4 separate regions of the Mus musculus genome follow, and regions 2, 3 and 4 are each linked to region 1. The links are chromatin contacts, called in public HiChIP or PLAC-seq maps. All regions are on one chromosome and are shown on one strand. Each heading gives the region's core, a stretch centred on a gene start, on an enhancer-like site or on the middle of the called end of the contact. The rest is flanking DNA. Distances are from core to core; before and after follow the strand shown. Region 1 overlaps Zfat (zinc finger and AT hook domain containing). Region 2 overlaps St3gal1 (ST3 beta-galactoside alpha-2,3-sialyltransferase 1). Region 3 has its middle 58 kb from the start of Gm31342. Region 4 overlaps Tg (thyroglobulin).

What was found. HiChIP or PLAC-seq counts read pairs in DNA pulled down with a chosen protein or histone mark.
Region 2: a contact with region 1 is called in an HNF4G HiChIP or PLAC-seq map of pancreatic cancer cells. The contact joins two enhancer-like sites. A contact is called at or near these places in 1 of 15 datasets of contacts at CTCF or cohesin (the NIH/3T3 cell line), 2 of 484 Hi-C or Micro-C datasets (bone marrow-derived macrophages and cochlea) and 2 of 115 datasets of contacts at active chromatin or transcription factors (extraembryonic endoderm stem cells and pancreatic cancer cells).
Region 3: a contact with region 1 is called in an HNF4G HiChIP or PLAC-seq map of pancreatic cancer cells. The contact joins two enhancer-like sites. A contact is called at or near these places in 2 of 15 datasets of contacts at CTCF or cohesin (large pre-B cells and pro-B cells), 4 of 484 Hi-C or Micro-C datasets (the HPC-7 cell line, hematopoietic stem cells, nephron progenitors and 1 more) and 4 of 115 datasets of contacts at active chromatin or transcription factors (DN3 thymocytes, T-cell acute lymphoblastic leukemia, large pre-B cells and 1 more).
Region 4: a contact with region 1 is called in a FOXA1 HiChIP or PLAC-seq map of pancreatic cancer cells. The contact joins two enhancer-like sites. A contact is called at or near these places in 7 of 39 promoter capture datasets (3T3-L1-derived adipocytes, cranial neural crest, frontonasal cranial neural crest and 4 more) and 2 of 115 datasets of contacts at active chromatin or transcription factors (embryonic stem cells and pancreatic cancer cells).

Annotation. Positions count from the first base shown.
Region 1 is chr15:68,216,887-68,219,586 of GRCm38.p6, forward strand. The region is part of intron 2 of Zfat (zinc finger and AT hook domain containing); the gene reads right to left. Among named protein-coding and RNA genes, the nearest start is that of Zfat, 41 kb to the right of the region's middle. Within about 2 kb of position 1,380, at least 53 of the 459 cell types and tissues checked have an H3K27ac peak or open chromatin away from gene starts, as enhancers often do. A contact at or near this core is called in pancreatic cancer cells, where this site is marked.
Region 2 is chr15:67,145,267-67,148,064 of GRCm38.p6, forward strand. All of the region lies in intron 2 of St3gal1 (ST3 beta-galactoside alpha-2,3-sialyltransferase 1), which reads right to left. Among named protein-coding and RNA genes, the nearest start is that of Gm31400, 23 kb to the right of the region's middle. Within about 2 kb of position 1,280, at least 170 of the 459 cell types and tissues checked have an H3K27ac peak or open chromatin away from gene starts, as enhancers often do. A contact at or near this core is called in pancreatic cancer cells, where this site is marked.
Region 3 is chr15:67,095,923-67,098,622 of GRCm38.p6, forward strand. No RefSeq gene overlaps it. Among named protein-coding and RNA genes, the nearest start is that of Gm31342, 58 kb to the left of the region's middle. Within about 2 kb of position 1,434, at least 13 of the 459 cell types and tissues checked have an H3K27ac peak or open chromatin away from gene starts, as enhancers often do. A contact at or near this core is called in pancreatic cancer cells, where this site is marked.
Region 4 is chr15:66,731,630-66,734,329 of GRCm38.p6, forward strand. The region is part of intron 27 of Tg (thyroglobulin); the gene reads left to right. Among named protein-coding and RNA genes, the nearest start is that of Tg, 62 kb to the left of the region's middle. Within about 2 kb of position 1,307, at least 94 of the 459 cell types and tissues checked have an H3K27ac peak or open chromatin away from gene starts, as enhancers often do. A contact at or near this core is called in pancreatic cancer cells, where this site is marked.

The DNA of each region.
Region 1 (2,700 bases), core at 130-2,629:
CAAAAGAAGGGGCCAGAGTCATTGTGTATCTGAGCCCGTGAGTTCAACGTTCTTTATCAAAAAAAAAAAAAAAAAAAAAAAAAAAATCACCGTTGTAAATCCAAGGCCAAAAGTCCTGGCAAAGAAACAAATAATCAAGGGGAAGTTTTCAAAACAAAACAGCCCAACAAAATAAAAAAAAATAATAATATAGGCCTTTTCTTTGTACATCACTCAAGTTTATGAGACTCTCCGCTAGTCTCTCATTTTATTGTTTAAAAAACAAAAACAAAAAAACTTCGTGAGATGTGTACACCAAACATAATTCACTCAGTAGGAAACAAACCAAAGACCCAGAGATGCTCGGGCACTTTTTCCAGAACCATTTGCTGGACATGTAGCGCTGGAAAGTGGGTGTCTTTATTCTCTACCAAAGACCTTACTGCTGAAGCCCCTCAGGGCTGACTAATGATAGTCAGCTGTAAACATCTGGATGGACCCAGTGTATAGTACAGAGAAAATTCCTTTGAGTTGAGCAGTCCTGGATACAAGCCTTCCACCTCAAGTTCCTCAGCACACAGATCAGTTTCCACTATACAGAGCCCCTGTTATAGATGTGGCCACTGTAACAGTAGGCAGTGTACTCAAAAATGGCTGACAGGATGGCAACTGTATGCTATTTCCCTATAGCCATAGCATTCTGAGTGGCAGTATCCTAGTTAAGAAAGTACTACAGGTGGAGGTGGCACTGCCTTTAACCTCAGCAGTTAGCACGTAGATCTCTGTGGGTCTGAGGCCAAGCTGGTCTGTAGAGCTAGTTCTAGGAGAGCCAAGACTACACAAGGAAATCCTATCTCAAATTAACAAAAAACAATGAACTACCTTTCCAACCAGGCTATCATTAAATAACGTAGCTCTTAGATGTGCCTGCATCCCTGTTCACTCTGACTCAATGGATGTACTTCCTTGATTTCGTCTTTTAAAATAGCTCACACCCCAAGAAAGCAAAGTGGAATTAAGGTCACACTGACTTTATCATGGCCACCCAGTGCTCTTAGATGGCAGCTTGGTCTCTAGTCAGTATAGCTCCAGATACTGGAAAATCTGGAAAGACTAGCATTGCGGGAGCCCTGACAGTCAATCTCCCTGACATTTATTTCCAAAGCCTAGGAAGCAATAGGGGAGACAATGAATTATTTATCAGAACCTGGAGAGAAGGAGCCTTTCAGGTTTCTGCACAATGCCATACTCCTCTGTGGGAAGAGACTGCGTCCTGTTCTACCTCACAGCTAAGGCATCAGAAGGCAAAGGCCAAAGCTGTTTCCGCCCTGCAGCTTCATCAGACGTACTGTGGAAAGGACAGCCATGGTGACTCATGCTGCTGTGCATACACCACAGACACCGTGCTGAGCCCTGCACAGGCTCTCCTTCATTTACTCCCCAGGGATGGGACCTCGGCAGCACTATCCCAACTACACAGTCAAGAAAACAGAAACATGATAGACAGATGGCTCGGTCGGTCGTTAAGAATATTTGCAACTCTTACAGAGAACGCAAGTGTGTTTCCTGGCACCCACATCGGGTGGCTCACAACAACTTGTGACTCTAGTTCTATGGAATGTGATGTCCTTTTCTGGTGTCTGTTGGTACCAGCACACATGTGATGCACAGATATACATGCAGGCACACATACACACATACACACACATAAACACAGACACATACACACATATAAAGCAAAATAAATATATTTATAGGTTAAAAAACAAAACAAACAAAAAAACCACATTGAGGCTTGCAAAGATTAGTTAGCATGACCCAAAGTCACAGGGCTAGGCAGCAGCAGAGGTAGGGTTTGAACAGAAATGACTTAGTCAGTGAACTTCATAACAATGTCAGAGCAATATGCTCATACATCATTGATAATGGCTTTATCTGTAACAAATATCCAGAAGAGAAAACATTAAACAGGTTTCAAAGCTGGGACAAATGGCTAAGGTGTTTAATTAACATATCAAAGCAGGCACTGGCCATCAGATTCCCCCTGCATCCCTCAGACCCTAGCTTATTTTTTTTGCAGGGTTCTCCTGGCTGATATACCCTACCACCTACCCTAAACTTTTTCAGGCCAGGGGCTAGAATGTTATTCCCTATACAATCCAACCATTTTGGTTACCTGCTCTCTTTGTACTTTTGGGTCTCCTGGCTTTTGTACCTGGTTCCCCTCTCTCCCTCCCCCTTCTCCTCACAAGGCTCGGGGTCATGACCACTCTGGACTCTCCCAGACAGTCTGCCTCTGGCTGTTGTATCCCTTTTATCTATAATAAACCTCCTCCACCACACCTAGCAGCAGTCATGTCCTTCCCTTTTTATTTATTGTTTTCACTTATTTGTTGCTGAAACCTGGGACCAGTCATGTCCTTCCTTCCTTCCTTCCTTCCTTCCTTCCTTCCTTCCTTCCTTCCTTCCTTCCTTCCTTCCTTCCTTTCTTTCTTCCTTTCTTCCTTTCTTTCTTTCTTTCTTTTTTTTACATTTACCTTGCGCCAAACTCAGGACCAGTCATCTTCTTTCCTTCCCTTTTTTTTTAAGTTTTTTTTCTTTTCTAATTCAATAACAGGTCTAACATTTTTGACATCAATTTCCCTAGGAAGCCTCCTTTTACCCTCAAGCCAGAGCATATAATCTCCAGGCCAGACTTAGCACCTCCAAAGCACGCAGCCA
Region 2 (2,798 bases), core at 30-2,529, 1.1 Mb before region 1:
ACATACATATATGCATCACATGAATGAAGTAAGTACATGCACATCTATGCATGCATACAAGGTGAATATGTGTATAGAAATACATGCACACATGCATGTTCTGTAGCCTTTCTGATCTACTTGCCCCTTGGAGTTTTATTCTATTAACTTGTTAACTCTTAAAATCATCCTTCATGTAGGTCTTGTTATGTCAGTTTATAGAAAAAGGAAGTGAGGCATAGGAAAAACTTCAGCAGCTGGGTGTGTACATTGCAGCTGGGTGAGGAATTTCCCCGAAGATGCCTTTCCTGCCACATGCAAACCCATCCCTGGGGCACTCTCTCTCTCTCTCTGTGTGTGTGTGTGTGTGTGTGTGTGTGTGTGTGTGTATGACCCTCCCTTCCCTGGCTCATTCTCACATCTAAGTCATGGGTAGCTGATGAAGTGTGGCTTATGCTAGGAAGTTCTTCTGGACTTCAGGACATTTAGAAGAGCCAAAGCTATTTGGATTCCACCAGATGCTGGAATCTTGGAAGCCCCTGAATTCAAAAGGGATGTGGGCATTCCACCTCTCATGGCCCATAGGCATTCTCAATTTCTTGGAGCCCTGAAGTACCACCACCAGGTACAAATGACCCGCAGGCTCGGCAGACATTTGGAGCAAGCACCCACGAGCCACGCTTGTTGCAATAATCCTGTAGATTATCAACAACCCAAGATGACCCGAAGTGGGTCACAGTCCAGTGTAGCTCATTAACTGCTAGCAAACATCCTGTCCCACCCACATGCTAGCCCCTGAGGAATGCAAGATTGGAGAACAGGTTCTCGTTCTATCAGAAACAAACTCCCTTGACTCCATGCCCTGCCTCTTCTTTGTTTGACATCTCCTTGCTCCTGTTCCTCCATGACCTGGATACTGAGCCCCGAAGAAAAAAGATCCACTTGCCTGTTACACGATCTCACAGTGCTGTGGGATCTTCTTGGGTTTTTCTTCCCTGTCCCTCTCCCAGCCTCTTGTGATCATCTTCCAGCTTCTGTTCCCAATCTTCCTGGCTTCCTTCCCCAGCAAGGTCACAATTGCAAACAGGTGGGAGAAATTCTGAAAGCAGTTCCACTGGTCCTGGGAATGCATCCCCGGGACATAGTACAAACGAAGGAAAATGCTCACAACATCACAGGGCTGGTAACAGTAACCAGCGTGATCATATGTATTGATGTGCATGACACACAAGTACGCAGCAATAGAGGGATGGAAACTTCCAAGTTCTACTGTTGTTTGCTAGAATATTACACAACCACCATGCAGTGCAATGATTTTTCAAGGTGATTCCAGGAACACTTTTAGAGTGACTCTCCTTGACTCAAGCATAGGATTGAAGGGGGATGGGGAGAGACAGAGTCTGACCCGTAGAGGCCCTATTGAGTACACTGCCCATCTGCAGAGACTGCTAAGTGCAGGAGGGTGATTCTGTTCTAAAGGACAAAAAGCAAAAGCAAGTTTGCGTCACCAGCCTTAACTTAAAGGTCCTTTTCCTGCTTTTTTTCCCGATCGCCATTACTCTCAGCACAGAGGGTAATTTCAGTGCTTAGAAAAAGTGTTTACACAAAAACCATTGAGCAACATAGTGACGTGTCTTCCCCGAACAGCCTCTTGGACGAGCTGTGGGATGTAACACAAAGGCTTGCCAAATGGATCTCAGGCAGGCTGGCTCTGTTACCCTCCCCTTCCCCTTCCTCCTCCTCACCCAGCCATTGATTTCAGAAAGGGCTGAAAACTATTTGGGTGTGCTTGCTTAGTAAAGTGGAAGCATGTAGGAATGTAAGTAGTAGCTATTTGGGCCAGTATCGAGAAAGAGGAAAAGTTCCCAAAGTCAAAACACCTCAAGGCCACAGATAGAGGATCTTTGGTTTCCATTGGCTTAAAACTAGATCTGAGGTGGTGTCCAGGGTGGCAGGGACCTGAGGAGGCTGAAGAGGAAAGACAGATTCCCAGGAGTCCTGCCTGACCCCCACCCACTCAGCTAGCTGCACTCTGAGTTTTGTGTTTATTGATGGAGCCGGTGGGCCAGCCTGTGATTCTGAGAGCAGTGGGGAACAGCCTGGCATTGGAGTACATTTTCTAGTGCATTGGGAATGCCTAGACTTGCCTGGTCCATCACCTTCCTTGGTGCTGGAAAGGAAAAACTGCACTCAGTGCAGGCAGGGGCTCACAAAGGAAAGAGGAAATACCAGCCCTGCTTCTTTAAATAGCACAGGGCTATTTAGGACTGGCCAGGGTGACAATAACACGCAGTGGGGAGGTTGGGTAGGAGATGTCAAAGGAGACAGCCTGGTTGAAGACTGGGGTAAAAATGGATATGGAAAGGGGTGATTCCCAGAAGACAGGACATGTGCATGCATGAGTTTTGAAGAAGAGATGACAATTGACTCATGATGAGGCAAAGAATGAGCTGTTCCAGCAAGGAAGAACATACGCAAACCACAGGGGCATGAAGTCCCTGAGGCACAGCAGGCTTTCCTTTGGAGTGGCCATAAGAGCTATGACATCATATCTCTATCCTTCCCTACAGCCACCCTTTTGTTGTGAACTCAAGTACACACACACACACACACACACACACACACACACAGACACACACACACACACACACACACACACACACACACACACGCCACACCTATGTTGAAGATTTAGCAGATTGACTAGTGCTCAGTAATTGTGGGTAGCTGAACTGTTGTAGACAGAGAGAAAACATTACAGCCCCAGGCTGGGGGTGTAGCTCAGTTGGTAGGGTGCTTTCTTAGCCTATGCTGGCTTC
Region 3 (2,700 bases), core at 184-2,683, 1.1 Mb before region 1:
AAACTTCCACAGTTTGGTGAGCTAATTTAAGTAGTACAATGATTCCTGTCATTTTTGTTAACAGTGAGGGGAAACTTCAGAGGAGGAATATCAAAGAATCTGAGGTTGTTTTTGATGTTCTTCACTGGGTGTTAGAGGACATGATAGGAACCAGATCTTAAATGTGCATGGGGTGTGAAGAAGCCCATCCCTGTAGTACTTCTGCCTTCTGCATATAAATGTTTGGCCAAGAACTACGAAAGAAAGTAGAGACATCCTGGATCCCATGTGTACAAAAGCCTGTGAGCTGAGACCTGGTCAGTGAGAAGATGCTATGTAGGATAGATGCGGCTGCAAATGACTGATGTATACTGGCTTGTGTTTTAGACCAACTGTCTGTATATACAGCATGCAGATGGGTGAGTGCCAAGACAGGTAGCAGAGAAAGCGATTGATGATGGGTTGGCTTTTATATGACTGGAAGATAGAAATATCCTGAACACACGCAGAGGGAATAGGGGCATGGAAAGTATGGTTATGAACCATGTCTCTTTTAGTGGCAGAAGGGCCGGACTGACGTTGGATAGGCAAAGGGAGGAGGTGACATAGTGAGACTTCTCAGGTCTCTACTTTGAGCTCTGGGCACACCTGTTCTGTAATGGAGAATCAGACAAACAGGGACAGTGAAGGAAGGAGGTGTGTGGTTAGGATCTGTGGAGTTGAAGAGAATAAACATGCTAGAACACATCTTAGAAGGTGGAAGCATATGGAGCCCTAAGTGAGGAGAGTTTGTCTCCAAAGGTCAAGAGCAGTGTTGCTAGTTTGTGGGAAGTGGGAGGAAGGAGGAGCCTTGGTCAGTCTAGGTACAGGAATGTGGTGTTGGGAGATGAGGGACCTGCAAGGTGTTCAAGAAGGATGTAAACAAGGACAGAGGCAAGCCATGGGAAGTACAAGAGGGCTTCGGGCCCTTCAGCTGGGAAGGCTCTACCATCTGGTGAAGTCTGGTGGTGTGCCCAGCATCCAGCTTGGTGCATCTGGCCTGTGGACTACACAGTCATCTCCGCATCCCTAACTCGGTATGTTTCTGCAAAATGAACCTCTTTGGAAGCCCCAGCCTTCCCTGCCTGCCTGGTGCTCTGATGATGCACCAGCCCAGGGGCTCCTCTCCAGGGTAACTCTGTGTGGAACAAGACTTAGAGATCAGTTTCCCTGGCCTTGAGGGCAGAGCAGTTCTCACCGTTTGCACGATCTCACACCACACTCCGCCCAGTTTCTCTCTGGGAGTTTGGTGTTGAGGTGGCCGACACAGTTTCAGATATCTTGATGGTGTGTACACCATTTAGCTATTCCAGGGTACCGTGGCAGGAGAGGGGCAGACAGCGTAGGCTCAGAGTCTGAGTGCCTGGTTCCCATTGAGGTCCGCTGCTGCTGAGCTGAGCTGTGTGGCTCTGGGCAGTACGACTCATCTCTTGGAATGCTAGATTTGTGTAAAATGTGTATGTCAGTGAGGCTGCCTGTCCTGAGGCATGTGAGAAGCAGGTGAGGGGAACCCAGAGGCCTGGCTGGAATGTTTATGCTCTAAGTACAGGTTAACATCCATCCTATCTAGTATTATTGGCAACCAACATGATTCTGATACACCTGCCAACCAGGTACCTGGTACTTTGCTAGATGCTGGGCATTCAGAAGAAAAACCACGTTCAGTGTCTCTGCCTTTCTAGGACCTCTGAGAGTGGAATGGCATGGTTGGATGGAACCTTGAGATACAAACATCGTACTCAAGCCTTCCAGTGTGTACTTTAGGAACTAAAGTCAGCACACAGAAGCACCCACCCTGAAGTCCCTGGGAATGAGCATAGCTTGGATTTCTGGCCAATCTGCAATCTTTCCATTGTATTCTCCCTGATGTTCAAGCATCTCCACCAAGCCCTCTCTGCCTTTGCTTGCACACAACTGCAACTGGGGTGAGCAGCCTCATTCTCTATTCTCTGATGCTGGGCATCCTGTCCCCTGGGTTGCCTCTCTATAGCCCGTCCTACTGCTTGCATCTTTTAAGCCTTCTGATCAACCAGGGTTGACCAGAGCAGACCTGGTGAGCTGTCACGAATTGGCTCTAAGTCTAGGACAGGATCTCTGACATCAAGGAGAGATTTTGGCAGAGGTGGCCGGTTGCCCTCGAGGATTCTGGAACTTTTATCCCACCATTCATTTTCCCATTATGATGTTGTTTGGGCAATGAAACTCCTGCTGGTCAATGGACCTATATGGAAGTGGTGGGTATCAGATCTAACTGGAGACATTTGAGAGCTTATGAGGCATTACCAGTTTCCTGTACAGTGACCTTGAAGGCTATGTGCTGAAGGAGGTGAAGTTGGTAATAATGTCTTTCATGACTGGCTGGGTCACTACATGAAGGAAAGCACAAAATCCCTGAAACTGCTCCTAAAAGAAACTAGCCTTGTTCTCCATTAGTGGGACTTGAAGCTTATTTGTTTTTGCAGCATTAGCCTACTCTGGCCTGACAGATATACAATCAGCTCTGGTCTTTGTTCTTGGCTGAGGAGTTATGAACAGGGTGACCACAGGCATATAGCATTATAGTCATAGGTATGGTGCAGATACCACTGCCACCTCAGTCTCTTGGGAGAATTTCAGGAGGAACATAATACATGTTAGACACATAGAAAATCTCAGAAAATGGCTGGCACAATTTTTCATGTC
Region 4 (2,700 bases), core at 57-2,556, 1.5 Mb before region 1:
TGTGTGTGTGTCTGTGTGTGTCTGTGTGTGTGTGTGTCTGTGTGTGTGTGTGTCTGTGTGTGTGTGTGTGTGTGTGTGTGTGTTTATCAGTAGACAACGTTTTTGGGTATCATTCCCTAGTGCCTTCCAGTTTTTGTTTGCGACAGGGTCTCTCATTGGCCAGGGGTTTCACTGAGGCTAGCATAGCCGGACAATAAAGTTCCCAAGGATCTGCTTATCGCTACCTTACATTTCACCATCGCTGGAATTACAAGCATTTGCCTAGCTTATTGAATGGGCTTAATGGAACAAACTCAGGTCCTCACATTTGTGAGGCAAGAGTTTGCCAACTGAACAATCTCTCTAGCCCAAGCTTTGGGTTTTCAATTCAGTCGTGTGTGTGTGTGTGTGTGCTATGCATATATGCTACATGTATGTTTCTGTGTGTGTGCTATGTGTATGTATATGGTGTGTGTGTGGTATCATATATATAGTGTTTGTGTGTTGTGTATGTATGTAGGCATGAATGTGTGTGTGTGTGTATGTGTGTGTGTGTGTGATGTGTGTGTGTGTGATGTTCTATGTGTATGTTTGTGTGGTGTTGGAGATATGTGTGTGGGGTCTGTGATATATATATACACACACACACACATATGTGTGTGTGCGTGTGCATGTGTATATATATGTGTGTGTGTGATGTTGTATGTGTGGTATCTGTGTATGTATATATGTGGTGTATGTGAGTATGTATATATATATATATATATATATATATATATATATATATATATCTGATGTGTGTGTGTGTGTGTGTGTGTGTGTGTGTGTGAGTGTATGTTCTAAACTGGGGATTTTTTTTTCCAAGTTCCAACTATCTGGTCATTCACTTGTATGTCCCATGGCAATCCTCAGTAGGGTGCATTTCTTTTGTTTATCAGCTAGCTACTAATGTCACAGTTGAATAAAGCAGAGACCTGGACCAAGGTTATCCAGGCTTAGATCTGATATCGAAAGCTAATGTGGGTAGGGTCCTAGTTTAGGAATCTACAACTCAGTAGACTCCACTTCCTTTAAACAGGAAGCACACCAAAGTCTGCTTTTCAGTGTTATTTTCATGATCCTTTGGACCACCTGCTGAGGCAAACAACCCAGGGAATGCAGGTCAAACTCCTGAAAGCAGAAAATGCTTTCAAGTCATCTGTGGTTATTGCAGCAAATTGCTTGGCATCTCTGACACTTTGGAATTCCATTCCTCAGATGTCACTGCATTCCTCACTTCTGGACTTGGTCTGAATGCCAGCTCATAGCAAATTCCACTTCAAAGATGGCAAAGGAGAGATGTCAAAAGGCTACTGGAGAGAGGACCAGAGGGTTGAAGGAGGGGTGGTGTGGCCAGCCATGACTTAGTAGTGGTCCTCACGTGATATAACCACAACCTTGGGATATGTCCTCTACCACAAAGCACAACCTACCAGGCAGATGGGAGGCATCAGTCCAGGTGCTGAGTGCAAAAGTTGCAAAGCTTTCCATCACCGAGGCCAAGGTGTTCCCCAGCTAGCTGAGGTGATAGATGTGGGCATCACCAAAGCAAAATAAGCCTGCATTTCGTCACCTTCATAGAGTCAAGGGATTGTAGGGCTCCTATGCTCAGTTTCTAGAAACTAGCTAAGTTCTATCTAAGATCACTTACCCCATCCAGGGCTGATTTCTGGTGCCCACATCAAATGAATATCCCTACCACTAACCCTACAGAACACCAAGAAATGGTTTTATACAATCTGAGCCCATGGCAGATATTTTTCCCCTCAAACTACCAGGGGTGTGTGCTGTATGAGAGTGTTCATTGAGAGTGCTGGGTTTCTGTTTAGATTATGAGTCTGAGACTGAACAGAGAAAAAAATGAGGAGTGTTTACCACCAAGAGGAGAGGGTGGAAGAAATCTAATTTTAGCCAGTGTGGCACCAGAGGATGAGAACTTGCCAGAAAATAGAGAAGCCTCTAGCTTTAGTGGGAGGGGAGAGTAGTGGGGGAAAGGAGAGGATATGAGGCATTATCATGGTCAAAGTACATGATAAATGTCAATGAAAATTTTCTTATAAAGTCCATCATTACATATAGTGACTATATGTCAATACAAATTTTAAAGAACCATTAATAACATCAGCAATAAGTCAAATAAGAAAATCTGCCAACAACTGGATATGTATCAAATGGGAAGGATCCAGAAGGTAACACTGTGAAGTATTGCTATCATTTAATTGCTAGCTCCAATTAGTTTTTACAATTAATGATTTATGTATTTGGTGTGTGTGTGTGTATGTGTGTGCATGTACATGTGTATGTGCATGCTCGTGTGTGTGTATGTTTGTGTGTGCATGTGTGTGTATGTGTGTGTATGTGTGTGGGTGTAGCCTGAACATACATGGCACCATGAGCATGTGAAGTCATAGGACAACTTGATTAAGTCAATTCTCTCTTTCTAACATGTGGGATCTGGTGATCAAAGTTAGGACATCAACTTTGATGGCATGTAATCTTACTTACATCCTCTTGGTCCCAGCTTCATTAAGGATATCAGAATCTCGGCAGTGTTTGATATCAGGAAATCCACACAATGAGACCGCCTAAAAACCTTGTTGTTTTTGTCGTTGTCGTTGTCTTTGTTGCTGTTGTTAACCGTTTTGGTTATCTTCCAGTGACATAGGCTTGTGACCCTTCCCA